7 separate regions of the Mus musculus genome follow, and all the other regions are linked to region 1. A link is a contact called in public Hi-C, HiChIP or PLAC-seq and promoter capture Hi-C data. All regions are on one chromosome and are shown on one strand. Each heading gives the region's core, a stretch centred on a gene start, on an enhancer-like site or on the middle of the called end of the contact. The rest is flanking DNA. Distances are from core to core; before and after follow the strand shown. Region 1 holds the start of Slc38a1 (solute carrier family 38, member 1). Region 2 holds the start of Ccdc184 (coiled-coil domain containing 184). Region 3 holds the start of Col2a1 (collagen, type II, alpha 1). Region 4 holds the start of Slc48a1 (solute carrier family 48 (heme transporter), member 1). Region 5 holds the start of Senp1 (SUMO1/sentrin specific peptidase 1). Region 6 holds the start of Olfr279 (olfactory receptor 279). Region 7 holds the start of Hdac7 (histone deacetylase 7).

Region 1 (2,700 bases), core at 54-2,553:
GGAAGTAGCCTATCACTGGCTCTTCATTCGGGAGAGAGCCTCCAGAGAGGGAGAGGAAAGTGAGTCACTGCCAGCATCATCCCACTAACCGGAACGGAGACAGGGGCCGAGCCCGTGGAGGTGCAGCCAACGTGCACCTGTTTACCGCGCTGGGGAGCCGGTCTCCGAGGCTCCGCTGCCGGCCAGTCCCAAGATGCAGACTGATTCACTCCTCGGTGTACCTTATGCCCCTTACATCGCATGCTTGGTTCCTAATTCGCGAAAGTGACACCAGATCTGGTGGCACACTCCATCACCATAAAACCAGGTCTACAAAGTAAGGTACTGTACGCCACGGCGGTATCTGGAGTCCCTGCGTTCAGGGAAGGGCACCGGACTCCTGCCTTCTAGAAAGGCGCCGCGACGCTCTGCCCGTGTCCACGAGACATGGAGGCTGTCTGAGTTACCTCCTTCCCTTCCTGTTCAAACTCCCCTTCCCTCCAAGTCGCCGCTCCCTCTGCCCTCCAAAAGCACCTTACCTCGAGAAATAAAGGGAAAGGCGCCACCAAAGTGTCCGCCCTTCCAGGCCGTCCCCGGCAGTTAGATGTCCTTTTTTGTGTCAAGGACTAGCTAGGGAAAGGTGGCCCCAGGTCTGTAAGACTGGGCGGGGAGGATCCGCGTGGCGGGTTTCGGAGGAAGGTAAAAGGCCGGGTTACCGGCGACCTTCAGGAAGAGTGGCGTGGCCACAGCTCTCCTCCTCCTCCTCCTTTTCCACCACCACCTCCTCCTCCTCCTCCTCCTCCTCCTCCTCCTCCTCCTCCTCCTCCTCCTCCTCCTCCTCCTCCTCCCAGGGCTGGTTGCATCAGTTTCCCCCCACCCACACTCTGCCCGCCAGCACTTACATTCACACGCCCGGCGCGGAGGGGCTCCAACCTGACTCATTGGCTCCTGCGAGGCGCGTCGCCCTTTCTCTTCGGCAGTTTGGGGACGGGAGCGCGGCCTTTCAGACCATCATCCCTCCATGCCCGCGCGCCGGCGGAGTTGAGCTGTGTGCGGTAGAGCAGTGCGGGTCACATGCCGCTGGTCGCCGCGCCTTCTTGCTCCTCTTCCCCCCTGGGCTACCAGACCGCAAGGCGACCGCGGCTGGCGGACACCGAGCATCCAGGAAGGGCAGTGCGAGCGGATGCGCGAACAACGCGCTGGTGGTACCCGAGCATACGGAGGCTGCGGGCCTCCCGGCACCTGCCTGCGCCCTCCCGGGGCCTCAGCTGGGGCCACAGCTGCCGCACCCGCACCCTCGGGGTTGGAGGTGGAGCGGCTCACTCGCCCAGGCGGTGGCAGGGGGCCGTCTCTTGGGGTACGCCAGGGCCTCACCGAACGGAGTTGCATTGTGGGAAGGGAGCAGCGTGAGGGTAGCCCCGCGACCCAGGGGCGGTGGTGGACTACGGGACGCGCGGGGACACCTTTGGAAACCTGGACACCTACAGTCCCGCCCCCCCCCCCCCCAGAGCAGCTCTGGGGACCCCTTGGGACTCAGAGTGTGACAATAACCCAAGGGGTCTGCACCAATAGCCCTGCTGCCCCGGCCACGTGACTCTACCCTTGCTGGGCCTGGAAAAAGGAACAGGCTGAAAGCCATATCCGCCTCGGGTTACTTCTCCTGCCCCACTCTTTGTCTGAAGTGCAGCCCCTTAACTGACTGGCTGGCACAGTCGCTTCTCCTTAAAATGGCGACAGGAAATCCCACCTACACACCAGCCAATGAGACCACCACCACCACGGAGTCTGCCGCGTGGAAGCCTGAGTCCCTCTCATCCGGATGGCTCCTGTTTTGGGTCCGGCCGGAGATTCATCAGCCTGACCACTAATAAATTTTAACCAAGAGGATTTTATTCAGACACTGACGCCGAGATGGAATTCCGAATGTAGCACCCAGACACCTCAGCCAAGGGTTTACAAAGGCAAAGAATACAAAGCTTCAATCTGTTCTCTTGCAAGCTTGTTTACAGAAGCAGAACCAGCAGTTAAAAAAAAAACCATAATAATAATAATAATAAAGATTAACCCCTAGTAGCGCTTAACATTTGGAGGTCGAAATTTGCTTTAAGCACAGAGATTTTTAAACATAAAGTTAGCCATCAACATGTTAGCCATCACTGTTCCATCAAAACAAGAAATGGCGGTTGAATCATGATTCAAAAATGACTCTACCTGGAGCCTTTCAAGAGGCTGAGTAATGAATGCTGTTTTGCGGTGCTTACAGATTTTCAGTCTCCTCTGGGAAAGTGGGGGGCCAACCAAGATTTAAGCTTTTTAGTGGCTGGTATTCTTGCTCCCTTCCAATGGCCGTAAATGGTCGTGGTGAGTTAAACACTGGCTTCCAAAGAAACAAGTGGGAGGTGTGTTCTTGAACATGCCTGGAAACCGGAAGGTCACTGCAATCAGAAGGGCAGTTTCTTCCTCAAACACAGCATCTCCCCCCACCCCCCACCCCATTTTTTTTTTGTCCTGTTGCTCCTTCTTTGTGTGAAAAACTTATGTATTATAGTAACACTCTAAGTTTACACCGAAAGTCCATTCTTTTTACCTTTCTTCCTAGAGGAAGTCAAAATTTACGATTTTGTTACGATTATGACTGAATAAGTTACCCTGAATAGGTATATGGGCCAGTAGCAGACTCAATTAACCTGGACTAACCCCCCCCCGCCCCCGCCCCCGCCC
Region 2 (2,700 bases), core at 81-2,580, 1.5 Mb after region 1:
CTTTGGTGCCTCAAAAACCTGGCTGGACACTCTTCATCGCCAAGACATACAACCAGGGAAATTAAAAAACACACTTGCAGTTACTGAACTACAGGTGACCAATGACACTCACCCACACTTAATTTTTTATACAGTTAGACAGCACTGTTCATTTACTTCTCCTTCCCAGAGTCTTGTAAACTCAGGGTTTTGACCACTTGGCTTCCTTTTATCAAAGCGATGTCAGCGTGTTATAGCCTACAAGATGACTACCTTCCCAGCCTATGTCGTCTCTAAATATATTATAACCAAATTTTCTTCCTCCTCCTCTTCTCCTGCTCTACCCTCTAAGTAGGGGAAGGAGTTTTCACAAAGGACAGGGGTGGTTAGTGGGCATCTAAAGATGGGAACTAGGGGCGCTGGCCCTAATAATTCACTCAATTGCACTTCGGTCCAGTGTTAACTCAGATTTAGAAACACTATTATTCGGTCCGTCAAGAAAACGATGTCAGCTGAGGTCTCTCAGTCATTAAGGGCTGAAAGGAAATTGTATTCAGGTCTTCTGAAGTCCACTATGTGTGGGCTGGAGAATCCTGGGGAGGAGAATGGTACTTGGTGGCTCTTATTTAAGTAGCTATTCCACAAATACATCATCTGCTCTCTGCGTCTCGGACGCTATTTAAAGCGCTGGGGATTCCGTGATGGAGGGTGCAGGGGAGGGGAATCTGTTGTTATGGAGTTTTCATTCTCGGAATTTAAGTACTTAGCTTCATAATTTTCATACCCCCCCAACCTGGGTAGAAACAGCTGGGTCCCATAAGAGACTGTATCTCACCCTGAGCTTTCTGGAGGGAGGGAAAATTGTTTTTTGTTTTTTTTTTTTTTTTTTTTTTTTTTTTTTTTTTTTTTTTGCTGCAGAAGGGAGAAGCAGATCGGTCGCGCCTCCCTCCGCCTTCCTCTGCACCTCCAAGCCTGGTGCTGCCAGCTCGCCTGGGATTATTAACAATCGCTACCCAGTCCTGTGGGCCGCTGGAGGATGGACCTGGCTCTCCCATGGTCCTCCAAGGAAGGAATGCGGAGAGCGGGTGAAAAGCCCCCCCCCCCCCCCCAGGCAGACGGTCTCTCTCCGGCTTGGGGGTGGGGGTCGTGCAGCAAACTGCTTTCTCATGCTGTCCTATTAAACATTGCAGCCACATGCTCTTTGCAGCTTCTCTGAGGCTACTGCAGCATCCCTGCCCCGCCCGTCAGCCCATACAACAGAGCTTCACTGCAGCTTCGGAACCCTGTTCTCTTTCTTCCTCACTTCCTCGTTGCCATGGAGACACACGTCATTTACGTGCCGTGCGTCGCCTTGGAAACGGGGGAGCATCCGCGGCGCCGCCGGGAGACCCGCCCCTGCCTCTCCAGCCGCACTCGCGGGCACTGCTGGTGGATGGCTGGGGGGAGTCCCGAGACTGACGCGCTGCGGGTCCCCGTCTCGACCCCGAGCCCTCTGCGAGCGCCTCTGTGACCTGTGAGCACTCTTTGTCGGTGATTGCCGGGAGGGCGGCGGGGACATAGGTACCACACTGGAGGCGAGCGGGCAAGCCACTTTTGCCCCCTGGGTAAGCCCGAAGATCCTGGTCCCGGGACCCTAGACAGGTCTTCGATCCATAGACTCTTCTCAGCCCTCCTTGATCCCGCCCGTGTCCTCTGCCTGGGGCCGCTCTCTTCACGTAGGCTCCCCGCCCCTCTAGGGAGCCTAGGTGTCCCTGGGCTCCACCCCGTCCCTCCCGGGACCTCTCCCCCTCCACACCCTTCCCCCACCCTGGAGGCCCGCTGGACACGACCCAGAGCTGCCACCGCCCGCTTCTGCCACTCAATGGAGGACAGTCTGCTGGAGATCATGACCAAGGACGGCGGCGACATGCCAGCGCCTCTGGAGGTGTCCACGGTGCCCGCCGTGGGGGACGTGATCTCTGGGGAGTATAACGGCGGTATGAAGGAACTGATGGAGCACCTGAAGGCCCAGCTGCAGGCCCTGTTTGAGGACGTGAGGGCCATGCGAGGGGCACTGGACGAGCAGGCCTCGCACATCCAGGTTCTGTCGGACGACGTGTGCGCCAACCAGCGGGCTATAGTCTCCATGTGCCAGATTATGACCACTGCGCCCCGCCAGGGAGGCTTGGGCGTGGCCGGCGGCAAGGGGAGCTTCCCAAGTGTTCCCCATGAACCAGAGACACCTTCGCCTGGGATCGAGGACAGCGGCTTGCTGGGTCGTGATCCTGATGAAGACGAGGACGAAGAGGAGAAAGAGACACCTAACCCCGCCACACCCACCAGTCACTGCGAGCTCTCTGAGAGCCCCGGTCTCCTTGGGGAGGATGGGCCACTTGTGGAGCCCCCCGACCTTCCTGACATTACCCTGCTGCAGCTGGAGGGCGAGGCCTCTCTGTGAGGGAGACCCCACCAGGGAACCAACTACCCGCGCTGGCTTTGGGTTTCCAAGTGCTTAACCCGAGGGGACTGAACAGTGCGGTGCAGTGTTCTTCACTTCAAACGTGGTCCTTATAGGTCAGGGAGAGAGACTCCCTCACAGAAGGATTTGTAGAGTCAAGGACTTTGGAAGCATCGCGAATTCCACCCAAGCAGGCATCATAGCAAACTGCAGAAAGGTGAGGTTCCCAGAAAGGACGTGCCCATCTCTGGACTCTCATCTATCCCTTTACCTTGCCCCCTTCC
Region 3 (2,700 bases), core at 181-2,680, 1.4 Mb after region 1:
CGCCGGGTCCGCCAAGCTAAAGAGCAAAAAGTCCGCCCGGGCCCGCCTCCTTCTAAAGCATCTCTGGAGACAGCCTGGTGGCAGGGGAAAGAGCACAGAGTCTCACGGGCAGAGGGTCTTTGATCCCCACCTACTGTCCAAACAGTTTCACCTGCGATTGATTAACAGTCTGTAACATACAGAGAAAGACAGGGCTGGAACCCTACCCGTCGGAAACGTGCCCAAACACGTGGAAGAAAATTCTCTACCTAATACACTTTCCAGGCTTCGGTTGTCCTGAATATAATCCCAGACAGTGGATCTTACCCAGGGAGGAGATGGAAAGGTGCGGGAACCGCCCTTGGACCGAGGCTATACAGCTGCCACCTCTAACGATAGCCATACGCAGGTCACTAGCCTGACCCCATATCCATCCACGGCTACACACGCTGTAAAGTAACTCATTGTAGGGTATACAGTGTGTGTGTGTGCGGGTGGGTGCTCTTGGGGACACATTTGGAAAGCAGGTCTGTTTGCAATGTCAACGTTTTTCAGTGTCAAATTCCTGCAGCCTAACGGAGGCAAGGGGAGAGCCGAGTTTCAAAGAAGGGCTGCCCGGCTGCACCTTACTGTGGGCCAGCCTGATAGCGGAGGGGACTGGAGAGCTGCGCTGAAGTCGCCGGGAGCCGCTTTTTCTTTGTGGCCTCAGATTTCAACCCATCAGGGTCAGAGTTAGTTCTTTGTCTAGCGCCCCTTTGAGTTCTGCAGCGTCTAACCCCTAGACTAGGCTGATAAATCAACCCGTAGGCGTCTCTCGATTTCTCTCCTACTTTTAAGTGTGGGGCTTCTTTTACTGAGCTCGAAACGTCCTGGTCAAAGCTGGTGGAAGGTGATGCGTCTGTGTTCAAACCTGTTGCATATCCTTGCTTAACGCAGGGACCTGAGAAAGTCTCCAATCGTGACTCTCACTGAAGATGCTGCGACAGAGGTCCTTACTCGCAGAATTAGGATCAGTGTACTCCTGTATACTCTGCGCTTAGGACTTAGCGCCCTAACCCGGACCAGTACTTGGGGGAGGGAGTAGGAGGAAAAGGGTCACAAGTCAGGGAAGTAGGCAGGGGCGGCGGGCGACTTACGGGCATCCTGGCCCTGACACCGTAGGACCGCGGCGATGAGCAGCGTCAGCAGCACCAGCGACTGGGGAGCCCCGAGGCGGATCATGGCTCACCGCGAGGCCTGGCAGAGCCTGGCCCGGGCGAAGCGCAGCGAGGCGGCAGAGCACGGAGCGGGTCCGGGTCTCTACCGCTCCCTCATGCAGGAGGCCCTAGGAGCAGGAGGAGGCAGGAGACCCGGCAGCCCAGCGGCGCTCTGCGTCTTCCCCCGGCAGAGGCTCCAGTTATATGCTCCCGGTCGCTCCAAAGGCTGGCAAACCGGCCCAAACCGCGGGCCGCCCCCTAGCCCCCCGCGGGGCTGTAACCTGAGACCCCGCCCCCGGAGCCCGCCCAGGCCGGACCAGAGCCCACACCTGCCAAGGCCAGTCGCCCCTTTCGTGAGCCCAGCTTCCCGCCCCCAATGTGCCCAGTGGCCTGATCGGGCGGGGCACCGAGACAGCCTCCGGTCGCCCCCACTTGGGACTGCCACACTGCCCCCTCTAACCACAGGCGGGAAGGGGGGGAGCATCGGGCCCCTTTCCTCGGAGTTCTGCTGGGGTTAGAAGGGAGGGGGTTGTTTGCAGAGGCATAAGCCTGGAGTTTTAGACCCAAGGCAGAGAGGACGAAGCAACAGAAAGGAGCAAGAAAGGTGGGGATGGGGAATTTAGGAGGCGGGGAGGTGCGTGGGGGACCAAAGCATGAGCAGATGGACGTTGTCCAGAATCCTAAATCTGGGGGACAGTTTTCCAGACCTGCCTTCCAGCTCCTTTGCGGAGTACCTGCCCGTGAGCTCCCACCTGGAGTCTCGGGGACCACAGCCTCCCTAACCCATCCCCCATCCAACTAGCTAGAAAAGGCCTAGGTAGAAGGGGGAACTGAGCGGGTGGCTAGGACAGGGTCTGGTGAATTCCTACACAGAGGGAGACCTGTGTGGAGGTCTAAGGGGCGAACAGGCCAGGGAAGGGACTAACGGGACTGCAGACAACCCCGGGGACAAAACGGGATGGATTGGAGACGCTTGTCTAGTTCGGCTCTTCCTGGCCCAGGTTCAGGAATCTCCAGGGGAGTGGGTGCCCTTAGCCTGGATAGAGCAACCGCTGGCCAGGGACTGTTGGCCACTCTGAGGCTCTGGCCAGAGAGTCTGGAGGTGGCTCCAGCTGGACTCGGCTTTGTGAGGGGCGGGGAAAGCGCCAGAGTTTCCTAGTTATTCCCCCACCCCAACCTCATTCTCCAAGTCTTCCCCTATCCCTGGACCTCCAGCCTCACCTACCTTCCTTGCTCCCCACCCCCCCACCTTAGCCCAAACTGCGGAGGTTCGGCCTAGCCCTTGCTATGTTCCCGGAAGTCTCCTTTGAGAACAAGAGGGTGAGGATGAGTCCCCAAATACATCTTTCCTTCAGGAGTGAGATGGTCCTCCGGTGAACTTTAAGCAAAGTGAAACTTGGAAATTAAGACCTGATTTAAGCAGTAACTCCTTTGTCTCGAAGTGGGTTTCTGTGTTGCTTTCCTCCAGGAAGCTGGAAGTCCTTGGGAGAAGCCACCTCTATGGACCTGACCGACACTCCCAGGG
Region 4 (2,700 bases), core at 17-2,516, 1.1 Mb after region 1:
TGGCTGTCCTGGAACTCGCTCTGTAGGCCAAGCTGGCCTCGAACTCAGAAATCCGCCCTTCTCTGCCTCCCAAATGCGGGGATTAAAGGCATTTGGCACCACTGCCTGGCCAACGATCACTTTTTAATTTAATAAACTAAAATGGTGGCAAACGTGTGGAGCAATCTTGTGCTGTGTGTATAACTTTTGGGAAGGAAACCCACTGCTTCGAAATATGGATAGAAAGATTTTTTTCCCCTTATTTTGGTCTTTTGAGACCGGGATTCTCTGTGTAGCCCTGGCTGACCCCTGTAGACCAGGCTAGGCTCCAACTCACCAAGATCCACCTGCTTCTGCCTAGTGAGTGCTGGGATTAATGGTGAGCACCACCACCACCTGGCTGGTAAAAAGAATGAATATGTTAATTGTTGTTATATTATTTTAGATTTTTTTTCAAGTTTTATTTTACTTATTTAATTTCGGGCAAGTTGGGGAATCAAACTAGCTCCCCAGATCTGTTTTCTTGCCTCGGCCACTTCCCAATTGCCAGGATTCCACGTGTGGGCCATCATGTGCAGTTTTATGGGTTTTCCTTGTTTGTTTTGGTTTGTGACTTTTGTGACTGGGTCTAGCTTCCCTCGAACTCAAAGAAATCTGCTTCCCTCTGCCTCCACCTCTACCAGTGTAAAGGCATGCACCACCACAGCTGGCTAGTTTCTATAGCCTTAACTTGTCCTTTTAATGAGTTTGAACTTCCCATTCAAAATTTAATCCCAGAACTCAGGAGGTAGAGGCAGAAGGGTCTCTATGAGTTCCAAGCCAACCTGGCCTACATAGGGAATTCCAAGACCGACAAGACTACGTGGAGACACCACGTCTCAAAAAAAAATTCAAAAGTATTTTAAAAATTAAAAAGTGCTCATTGGGGCTGGAGAGGTGGCTCAGCGGATAAGAGCACTGACTGCTCTTCCAAAGGTCCTGAGTTCAAACCCAGCAATCACATGGTGGCTCACAACCATCTGTAACGGGATCGGATGCCCTCTTCTGGTGTGTGTCTGAAGACAGCTACAGTGTGCTCACATATACAAAATATTTTTAAATGATCATTGTAGCCGGCTCCGGTAAAGACGGTATTTCTAGGCCAGCCAAGGCTAGATAGGTGGCGTTCTGGGGATGAGGCCAGGACCCTGCCCTTCCACCAGGGGTCGCCGGCCTTTGCCAAGCGGCGGTGTCGGGAGCGGCCTCCGGCCGGGGAGGGCGCTGTGCCGTTGGCACCGGGGGCGGGCTGGGGGCGGAGCGCCGGGCGGCAGCGGCTCTGGCTCGGGCTCGGGCTGGGGCTGGGGCTTGGGCTCCAGCTCGGGCCCTGCACCTGTGACTCGGCGGCGTTGCTCCTCCGCTGCCCCATGGCCCCGTCCCGGCTGCAGCTCGGCCTCCGCGCCGCCTACTCCGGCTTCAGCTCGGTAGCCGGCTTCTCCATCTTCTTCGTCTGGACGGTGGTCTACCGACAACCGGGGACTGCGGCGATGGGGGGTCTCGCAGGTATCCCCGGGGGACGCGGGGTGATCGGGGCGGGCTGCGCGCGGCGGCTGCGGTGGCGCTGCCCGGGGGTGGGAGCGTTGTTTACTCCAGAGAGACTGGAGACAGCGCAGGCCCGGGTTCCTGGGCAGTGCCCGGGCCTCTGGGACCTGGCGCCTTATGAACGTGGCGGGACCTAGGGTGCCCACAGCCCGCCCCTGTGGTTCGCACAGCTCTGCGGCTCCAGGGCTGTTGCGTCCCCCGCACCCTGTGAATCTACCCTCCACCCCGTGTCCACTAGAGCGTCCTCTGCGCGCCCATCTCCTGGCCACCCTCGCTCCCTCAACACGCACACTGTGCGGGATTACCGCATCTCTTATAATAAGTGGGGTTCGTGGGGAAACCCATCAGCCAGCCCCCTTCCAGCCCCAGAGGCCCTCTGCCGAGACCAGGACTGTACTGTGGACCCGGTGTCACTGGACATTCCCTTTACACCTGTGTCCATCTGCTCTGGTCGGAACCAGTGGGAATCTGCTAATCCCTGAGGGACGAGGAGGTGGCGAAGGCCCAGCCGTGCTCTCTAATGTGTAATTTTGGGTCACGCCGTTTAGCCTCTCTTGTGTGAAGGCCAAATATATTATTTACACGTATTATCATCATTTAATATTTTTTTGCTGGGCTAAACAAATCTACTCTCCTTATGTCATCTAATCCTAATAGTAGTCCTCTGAAGTAACATTATTTGTGCCCATTTTACAGTTAGAAAAAAATCAATCGAGGCTTACGGTAAATAAATAATGTGTCCAGGGTTTCAACAGCCACACGATGTGCCCCCAAGATGGCTCAGCCTTAGCCTGGCCGACCCGATTTCCATCCCTAGAACTCAGAAGGATTCAGGTTGGCATGCTAAAGGCATTAAAAGCCCTATGGAGGAAACTAACCCAACAGTACGACAGCCACATGAAGTAATATGTATGGCGAAAGTATGTGTAAGGAAAACGTTTTAAGATACAACATTTATTCCATGGCTAAAATCCTTGGCCAAAGATCTAAAAATGGAGTAACTCGAAAGAATTAATTTATGCTGGGCAGCAGTGGTGCATGCCTTTAATCCCAGCACTCGGGAGGCAGAGGCAGACGGATTTCTGAGTTCAAGGGCAGCCTAGTTTACAGAGTGGGTTCTGGGATAGCCTAGGCTACACAGAG
Region 5 (2,700 bases), core at 174-2,673, 1.5 Mb after region 1:
GATAATTGACTGAAATCAGGGAATGAAGCTCTTTAAAGAGGGGGTGGGGTGGGGGGGGGGACAGGTAGTCTAACTGGAAGGTTCAGGTCACTATTACAGGTGTCACTGTAACCTCAAGGGCAGTAATCCACATTTCAGCAAGAGTCGTGAATACAAATCATCTTTATGAAGAATACTTAAACATGTTTTACTTCATCCAGAATGTCCTACTACATCGAAAACCCTACATCAAATGGTTGATTGCACATAAAAGGACTATACAAAATTTTGCAAGAATCACCATCACTCCAAATACAATTAAGTATGCCACGTGAAGTAAGTAATTTTAACAAGTGTGCCTTAAAAGTGATAAAGGAGCAAGTTATTGCCAACAAGATAACAGAAAAACTGTAGAGGTACTGATAAAACAGAAATCACCAAGCTCAAGACAAGAGGAAGCCAGCATATATCCAGAAAGATCACGTTAGGGTATACGAAGAAAAGGTTCAAGGGAATTCATTACCAAGAGGCGATGAGCCAGGTAAGGAGACGGCGGCAGTTAAGGGGGTTTTCATAACCTATGCAGAAGGGTCCAGACGTTTCTCTCTGGTGGTGGCTCTAGCAATATCACATCCCAGGGAATTATCACAGGGTAAAAAGAGTTGGAGAATTGTTTTACGTGAGACTCGGTAGGCGAGGAGTAGCATTCAGGTTTCAAGGAAGAAGAGAGGCGAAGCAGGTGGGAGCGACAGCTCAACTTCCTCGTAGAGAACAGCTCTTCCTCCCGGGGACCCTGCTCTGGCGGGAAACTCCCGCGATCCCAACCGGCCTTCTCTCTTTGGAAAAGTAGAGTGGGATGTAGAAGGAGGCCGTGCTGTGACCGCGGGGAGATGGCCTCTCCGCGGGTCGGGAGACCGGAGGGCTGAAAGGGCGGCCTCAGTGAGCCCAACTACCAGACCCGGGCCAGGCAGCCGCGACCGGGCAGCAGGGGGGAATGGAGGTGGTCCCAAGGGGCGGGGCGGAAGACAGGGCACGGTCCCCACCGCCGTCCTCCTTTCCGCTCGGCCCCGCCGAGGCCCGCGGGCCCAGCCTGACACAGCCTCCCGGCCCGGTCTCCCTCCATCCTCACCCCTCCCCCAGTTTCCCGCCGCCACTCACCGAACCGGAACCGGCTGCTAGGCAAAGGGGTTTCCGGCCGGGCGCGGACCGCAAAGCCCGGGAACCTCCGGGAACCGGAACCTTCTTTACTCTACCGGAAGACCGTTTGGCGGGCGCGGAGGAGGGAAGGGGGTGGGACAAGAGGTCAAAGAGCGAGCTACAGGCTCGCGGGACGCCTGCGCGAGGTGGCGAGGCCCGAGACGTGGAGGGAGCGTTTGACTCGCGTCTCCATCTCCCTGTCACCCTGTCAGACTGGGGCTTTTTCTCTTCGTCGCACTTGGAGTACTGTTAGTGCGCCCGCCGTCCTTTGGTTTTCTCTGTCCCTCGGCTCCTTGACCCGCTGTCATCTGGTTCCGTTCGGTGACCTTTTTTTGGCTTACGCACAGGTTTCCATGGCAGCTGTTCGCTAGGGCCCTAGATGTTTGGAAACCTGCGCCTTCCCCGACAAATCCTCATTTTGAGTTCTAAATTGATTTTTACCTCTAGCTTCTGAAAATTAGTGTGCATCTTGTCACGCTTGACACGCTTGACTGATCACAGGAAGTGGGGCTAGGGGGAAGAGCAGAGACTAAGAAACTTTGGGAACACCTTAGCTTAGACTCTTAACAACACACCTAGCCTTATATAACTGGAATAATTTTAAACAGTGATCTCTAGTGGGATTCACCAGAGGTCTTAAACATGTAATCAATGCCAGACTTTTAAAGACAGAATGGAGGAAAAATTAACTTGTTCATTCAAATTACTTACCGAGCTTCTTAATTTAATTACGCCTCTGGCGCAGGCCCTATTTGGAAAGAGGCTTCAGAATAGTATTCTAGACCCAGGTGACTGCCTGTCTGAATTCACTCTTGAAGAAAGAAAAGCCTCTGGAATCTGCCAGCCTCATCTATTCTCTAAGCATAAGGAGATAAACTTGTTTCTTCAGGGGATCCTGACTTGTTATGTATATAAACGATTATATCACCTTATATGCTGATATTTTTATATGGCCAAGTCCTAAAACCCAGTGGTATTAAGTGTACCTAGACCATGTTGACCTTTGACACTTTAAATATTCTATGGATCTATTTATTTGGATTAAACTTTCTTTACTTCTAGGAAGTAGCCATGCGTAGAGAGGAGTTTCAGCTGAGATTTTTCATGTGCGTGATTGAGTCTCGCCAAGTAGTCAGGACTACTCAGAGCACAGGTACCATTGATTATGTTATAGTGACAAGGGATATGTTCTCTCAGAGCTATACAGGATGAGAGCTTCTGGCAGAATTATAAACTTAAGGGGTCGACGGGCTTGTTTTCTATTCCTAGTAGGAAAAATATTTTGTCACCGTGTTGGGGTGTTTTCTTTGTACAAGTATAAGGGAGATGCTATCCTCATCCCAGGCAAAGGAGGAAGACTTGGGAGCTGAGAACAAGAAACATGGAACATGGGAAGGGTGTTGATTTCTATTTAATTTATAGATTATTCTAACCTATCTGGGGTGACTTGTAGTAGGAGTCCTTGTTGATACTCAGTGGGCACCCCCAAACATGTAAGTCAGGACTTAAAGAGAACTTCCACTC
Region 6 (2,700 bases), core at 201-2,700, 1.9 Mb after region 1:
TCCGCGTGCTTATTATTCCTTCCACCGAAGCGCATCAAAAGTCCGCCTTGCACTTGGTGTTAGTTCTGCAACAAGAACATAAACACCAGGGTTTTATATAATACAAGACACCAGGACCGAGATCTCTAAAGCACTCGGAGATGGGTGAGATAAACGTAGCGATTGGCCAGCGTGAGGATTATATAAAGCAGAGGAATCAAAAAAGAAAAAGAAAATAAAACTCTCCAGATTCTGACCGGAGCCTGAGCAAAGTTTGTCACCAGCCTTGTTGGGCATTGCCAAACCACCTGTCCAGGAAAACAAATAACTTCCGAGAGGAGCAGGTTCTAGACTAACTCGGACCTAACTGCACCTCGCAGGGTAGATGCTCTGGTTTTCCAAGTCTTTCTTCCTTCCTTCCTTCCTTCCTTTCTTTCTTCTTTCTTCTTTCTTTCTTTCTTTCTTTCTTTCTTTCTTTCTTCCTTTCTTTTTCTTTCTTTCTTTCTTTTTCTTTCTTTCTTTCATTTGTGTGTGTGTGTGTGTGGTGTGTGTGTGTGTGTGGTATGTGTGTGTGTGATGTGTGTGTAGTGTGTGTGTGGTGTGTGTGTGTGGTGTGGGTGTGTGTGGTGTGTGTGTGTGTATGGCGTGTGTGTGTGTGTGTATGGTGTATGTGTAGTGTGTGTGGTGTGTGTGTGTGGTGTGTGTGTGTAGTGTATGTGTGTGGTGTGGTGTGTGTGTGGTGTGTGTGTGTGTATGGTGTGTGTGTGTATGGTGTATGTGTGGTGTGTGTGGTGTATGTGTGTGGTGTGTGTGTGTGTATATGGTGTGTGTGTGGTGTGGTGTGTGTGTGTGTATGGTGTGTGTGTGGTGTGGTGTGTGTGTGTGTGTGTATAGTGTGTGTGTGTGTGTGTGTGTGGTGTGTGGTGTGTGTGTGGTGTGGTGTGTGTGTGGTGTGGTGTGTGTGTGTGTATAGTGTGTGTGTGTGTGTGTGTGGTGTGGTGTGTGTGTGGTGTGTGTGTGTGTGTATGGTGTGTGTGTGTGTATGGTGTATGTGTGGTGTGTGTGGTGTATGTGTGTGGTGTGTGTGTGTGTGTGTGTGTGTATGGTGTGTGTGTGGTGTGTGTGTGGGGGTGTGTGTGTGTGTGGTGTGTGGTGTGTGTGTGGTGTGTGTGTGTGTGGTGTGTGTGTGTGTGTGTGTCCATCCCCCACCATCCCCCAAAAACGATGCTTGGGAGAAAGCACTATAGAACAGGGTATTATGCAGGAGATGTGGACCCAAGCAAATGGACTCAAACCATAATTCCATCAGAGTCATGTTGGGTATTGGTCCCTCTTAAACTAACAGGAGACGGTAAAGCCTGTCTCTGACACTTGCTAAGATATTGTAAACAGCGAGCCAAGCATCGAGTGTGGTCCTAGTAGACTTTTGCTCACTAATGGCCGCCTCCCTCTCTTCTGGGCTCAGATCTCCATGAGTGGTGTGAGTGAGAACCAGACCACCTGGCTGACCCTCGTGGGCTTCGGGAAGCTGAAACACCTGGGCTTCCTCCCCTTTGCCCTCTTTCTAGCCATCTATGTGGCAACGGTTGGTGGCAATATCCTCATCGTGCTTGCTGTGGCCTCCAGTCGGACCCTCCACACACCGATGTACTTCTTCCTCTGCCATTTCTCCCTGCTGGAGATCGGCTACACATCCAACATCGTGCCTCGGCTGTTACAGAGCTTCCTGGAAGGTGGGGACCTCATCTCCTTGGTCGGCTGCCTCGCCCAGTTCTACGTGTTTGCCTCTCTGGCTGCAGCCGAGTGTCTCATGCTCTCGGCCATGTCCTATGACCGTTACTTGGCCATTTGCCACCCCCTTCATTACCCGGTCCTCATGAGCACCTGGTGCTGTGTCCGCCTAGCCACGGGGGCCTGGTTCAGTGGCTTCTTCTTCTCTGCCTTCACTCTGGCCTTGGCAGCCCCTCTGTCCCTCTGTCCCGGCCGCAGGGTGATTGATCACTACTTCTGTGACTTCGCTCCGGTGGTAGGGCTGTTCTGTGGAGAGGTGTGGGTCATGTGGGGGGCTGGCGTGAGCATCTCGGGCTGCCTCACACTCGCCCCCTTCCTGTTGATCGTCGCGTCCTACGTCTTCATCCTGCGGGCTGTGCTGAGAATCCCTTCCAGCCACGGGAGGCAGAAAGCCTTCTCCACCTGCTCCTCCCACCTCAGTGTGGTCGCGGTATTCTACGGCACTCTCATCGTGGTCTATGTGGCCCCGACAGAGCACATGCCCGCCTTGCTCCGGAAGGCCTTCTCTGTCTTCTACACAGTGCTTACCCCCATGTTCAACCCCATCATCTACAGTCTCAAGAATCAAGAGGTCAAATGGGCTCTCCGTAGGCTCTGCAGGCAGCTCCTCTGAGGACGTGCCCCCGCTGAGGTGGACACGGTCAGCTTTTAACTTCTTCTTTGATTTTTTTTTTTTTTTTTTACCTTAGCCCCTTCCTCCAAAATCAGATGGAGAAAGAAGGCCCTGGTGTTGAAAAGACAAGACAATAGATTGAAAGCAAATTCCTAACCACAGGAGGGATCTTCAGTTTTCCATTGCGATTTGGGTAAAGATCGCATGCCTCAAACAGGGAGGGCCTAAGCACTTTGGACATTTCATAAACATTCATTTTGAATGAATGAATACTAAAATGAATGCAGGAAGGAGCTGGGTGGCAGCCCCATGGGAAA
Region 7 (2,700 bases), core at 158-2,657, 1.2 Mb after region 1:
GAGGCTCGGAAGGTTGGCACAGAGGGGAGGCACGACCGCAGCCCATGGGGGTCCTCTTGGGAAGAAATGGGTCACCTAAGTACAAGTTAGAGGATAGAAACCAACCAAAGTGACAGTCTGCAATGGAATTTGAGCAAATCTAGGTAAAAGTCTGGAGGACTAGCTCCTGATTCCAGATGTTGCACTCCCTCCAGGGCCACCGAGGGCCAATGTCCTATTATCACCCTGAAACTTTGGCAGGCAGAACTGGGCCTCAAGCAGATGCTGCGTTGGGATGTGGGAAGGGATACTTAGCAGCAAGCCAACCCCGCCAGATGATGCAGGATGCTTTGGGGGAGTGCTGGACAGCCAGCAAGGATAGTTCAGGGAACCAATGGTCAGCCCTAAGTCGGCCCCAAACCGGCAGCCAGTGAGAAATAAGTGGGACTCATTAAGCGACCTGCATGCAGGACTTAGGTTTTTCTTCCAACTCAATTGGCGGAGAAATCGCAGTGGCGAAAAGACAGTTCAGTTGCCAGATTTGCCCGGGTTCTCATACTTCTCAGTACTATCAGACTGGGGGTGGGTGGGGGTGGGGGGGCTAGATCCAGCTCCCCACCTCCCTACCTCTCTCAGTACTCAGCCTGCGGCCCCCACTTCCCCACGCCTTTAACTGTCCTCACTGCTAGGCTGAACACAGTGTCTGTCTCTCTATGATGGGTGATCAAGGATAAGGGGTGATGCTCAGAGAAATCTCCCAGCCCAGTACCCCTCCAGGGGACGTTTCCCTCAGCTACAGGATCTGAGTAGGGCCCTGCCCAGTTCTACAAGACAGGGGCGCTGATGTCCAGCCCTGCAAGTTCTGCGCCAGTTCAGTGGGTCCTAGCCTTTGCCCTCCCGCTTCCAAACCTTTGGTCCCGGAGCACCGCCCCCTCCCGGGCCTCGGCGGCCGGCCGTGCCTCCCGGATCCCGGGGAGGAGGGTGACGGGACGCCCGGCCCTTGCACAGGCGGCCCCGGGCCTCCCACTGCCTCCCCGGGGCCTGTCGCTGCCCGGGAGCGGGCGGATGTGGGCGCCCCGCAGGAGGCCGGAGCCCTTCGGCCCCGGAACCAGCCGGGGCAGCGAGCGGGCCAGAGCCCGGGCGAGCGGGCGCGGTCCAGGGCGCGCGGAGGACCCGGCCAGCCGGACCGGCCGGAGACCCAGCCGCAGCCGGAGCGGGAGCCGGGGCGAGCAGCGCAGGGTGCCGCGCGCAGGGCGGGGCGGACGGGGAGGGGGTGGCCGCCCGGTACTCACCCGCGCCGGGGCTGTGCATCCAGGGGCCGGGGCCCTCAGAGCCGGGGGCTCATGGCGGGCGGGGGGCCGGGGCGCCGGCCTCACATCCCCCCGGTCGCCGGAGGCTGCAGAGCGACTGTGAGACGGCGAGAGGAAGGGAGGGGGCCGGGAGGGGGAGGGCCCTGGCAGCCTGGCCGGCCGGGTAGGATGACAATGGAAGGAAATGCTTTATCTGAGTCTGAGAGCGGGCCAAGGGGGAGGGGAGGGAGGGGGCCGGCGCTGGCGGCCCTGGGACACACCACCCGGGCTTCGCTCAGCAGCACACAGCCTGGCGGCAGACACCGATCGCGGCGGGGCGCGGCTCACCGCCCGGGAGGCAGCGCCGAACCCGGAACGCGGGACGCGGCCGGACCCGCGCGCGGCCGCGGAAGCCCCAGCCGCCGCGCGGCGCTGCGCCCCGCGCACAATTCCCGGAAACCCAGATACCTGAGTGCACGCACCCGTGCATACACAGCGTACACGGGCGTGCATCCATGTTTACACAAGCCAGGGTGCTTTACGCTTCGGGGAAGGACTCCTGTGCACACATCTACACACTTAAGTCAACGAGGGCAGCGCTACACACAGGGAGAGCAGGGCACGCTTGGAGTCTCGAGCAAGGAATCCCAGACGGACACCCCTGCCCCATCCTAACACACACACACCACACACACACACACACACACACACACACACACACACACGACTCTCCTCAGGAACACTTCAGGATCTGATTTGAACCACTGCCAGTCCAACCCCAGTGGCACCCCCCGCCCCCACTGTCTGCTGAGGGGAGCAGAAGGGTCCAGTCTGTTCCTATTAAAAGAAAAAAAAAAGGGGATGGGGGGTGGTGCAGTTTTCGAAACTTAAAAAAAATTTTTCTCAAGGGATTTCCTTCCATCCTCTCCTCTTCCTCTTCCATTCCTCTCCCTCCACAATGACCCTCCTTTGCCCCCCCACTCCTGGACCCTATGAGTCAAACTTCAGCAATGTGCCCAGTGTCCCCCAGTGCATTACAGCGGATCACAGAAATGTTCCAGTCTGTGAGTCGGAATGCAGCCGCCTCCAGCCCTCCCTCAGCTAATAAACTCAGCTGAGGACTGGCTTTGCACTGAAGCCCTCCCTGCCTCTCCCCCATCTTAGACGGGAGGAGGTCAGATTCAAGGGTCAGGGGCCGAGGACCTTCCCACTGAGTTTCCTGGCTTGGCCTGTCAGTCCTGTTGCCTCCAGCAATTTGGCAGGTCAGAAAACTGGGAAGGGAGAGCGGTCATTCACCAGGAACACTATGCTCCCCTGCCCTTGAGGTGCCCGCCACTGAAAGGCAGCTTCCTTCTGGTCCCAATCTACTCTCTGAGTCCTCGGAACTCCAAGAACCTTTAGAAGGGGAAAATGAGGCAGACCTAGAGATGTG

The links. Promoter capture Hi-C pulls out the DNA fragments that hold promoters and counts their contacts. Hi-C and Micro-C count contacts between places; a contact is called where the count stands out from the background. HiChIP or PLAC-seq counts read pairs in DNA pulled down with a chosen protein or histone mark.
Region 2: a contact with region 1 is called in a promoter capture Hi-C map of hippocampal neurons, with 3 times the contacts expected there. The contact joins the promoter of Ccdc184 here to the promoter of Slc38a1 in region 1.
Region 3: a contact with region 1 is called in an H3K27ac HiChIP or PLAC-seq map of epiblast stem cells, with 7 times the contacts expected there. The contact joins the promoter of Col2a1 here to the promoter of Slc38a1 in region 1. A contact is called at or near these places in 1 of 39 promoter capture datasets (hippocampal neurons) and 2 of 115 datasets of contacts at active chromatin or transcription factors (epiblast stem cells and large pre-B cells).
Region 4: a contact with region 1 is called in an H3K4me3 HiChIP or PLAC-seq map of pro-B cells, with 3 times the contacts expected there. The contact joins the promoter of Slc48a1 here to the promoter of Slc38a1 in region 1. A contact is called at or near these places in 1 of 39 promoter capture datasets (cranial neural crest) and 2 of 115 datasets of contacts at active chromatin or transcription factors (embryonic stem cells and pro-B cells).
Region 5: a promoter capture Hi-C map of pre-B cells shows a contact between it and region 1, with 2.3 times the contacts expected there. The contact joins the promoter of Senp1 here to the promoter of Slc38a1 in region 1. A contact is called at or near these places in 2 of 39 promoter capture datasets (cranial neural crest and pre-B cells) and 1 of 9 other capture datasets (adipose tissue).
Region 6: a contact with region 1 is called in an H3K4me3 HiChIP or PLAC-seq map of embryonic stem cells, with 5 read pairs. The contact joins the promoter of Olfr279 here to the promoter of Slc38a1 in region 1.
Region 7: a Hi-C map of Th1 cells shows a contact between it and region 1, with 4 times the contacts expected there. The contact joins the promoter of Hdac7 here to the promoter of Slc38a1 in region 1. A contact is called at or near these places in 2 of 39 promoter capture datasets (the 3T3-L1 cell line and hippocampal neurons), 3 of 484 Hi-C or Micro-C datasets (B cells, Th1 cells and cortical neurons) and 3 of 115 datasets of contacts at active chromatin or transcription factors (T-cell acute lymphoblastic leukemia, embryonic limb bud and large pre-B cells).

What each region holds. Positions count from the first base shown.
Region 1 is chr15:96,641,610-96,644,309 of GRCm38.p6, forward strand. It overlaps Slc38a1 (solute carrier family 38, member 1), which reads right to left and starts at 1,304. Exons shown (of 16, transcript NM_001166458.1): 1 at 882-1,304.
Region 2 is chr15:98,166,476-98,169,175 of GRCm38.p6, forward strand. Ccdc184 (coiled-coil domain containing 184) reads left to right here and starts at 1,331. Exons shown (of 1, transcript NM_177716.3): 1 at 1,331-2,700. The coding sequence starts at 1,841. The coding sequence ends at 2,416.
Region 3 is chr15:98,003,294-98,005,993 of GRCm38.p6, forward strand. Col2a1 (collagen, type II, alpha 1) reads right to left here and starts at 1,431. Exons shown (of 54, transcript NM_031163.3): 1 at 1,116-1,431. The coding sequence starts at 1,200.
Region 4 is chr15:97,783,099-97,785,798 of GRCm38.p6, forward strand. It overlaps Slc48a1 (solute carrier family 48 (heme transporter), member 1), which reads left to right and starts at 1,267. Exons shown (of 3, transcript NM_026353.4): 1 at 1,267-1,518. The coding sequence starts at 1,383.
Region 5 is chr15:98,092,146-98,094,845 of GRCm38.p6, forward strand. It overlaps Senp1 (SUMO1/sentrin specific peptidase 1), which reads right to left and starts at 1,424. Exons shown (of 18, transcript NM_144851.5): 1 at 1,138-1,424. It also overlaps a transcript of Pfkm not described here.
Region 6 is chr15:98,496,024-98,498,723 of GRCm38.p6, forward strand. Olfr279 (olfactory receptor 279) reads left to right here and starts at 1,451. Exons shown (of 1, transcript NM_001001807.1): 1 at 1,451-2,383. The coding sequence starts at 1,451. The coding sequence ends at 2,383.
Region 7 is chr15:97,830,088-97,832,787 of GRCm38.p6, forward strand. Hdac7 (histone deacetylase 7) reads right to left here and starts at 1,408. Exons shown (of 25, transcript NM_001378971.1): 1 at 1,272-1,408. The coding sequence starts at 1,290. It overlaps Gm33636 (a long non-coding RNA gene), which reads left to right and starts at 599. Exons shown (of 4, transcript XR_001781759.2): 1 at 599-1,218.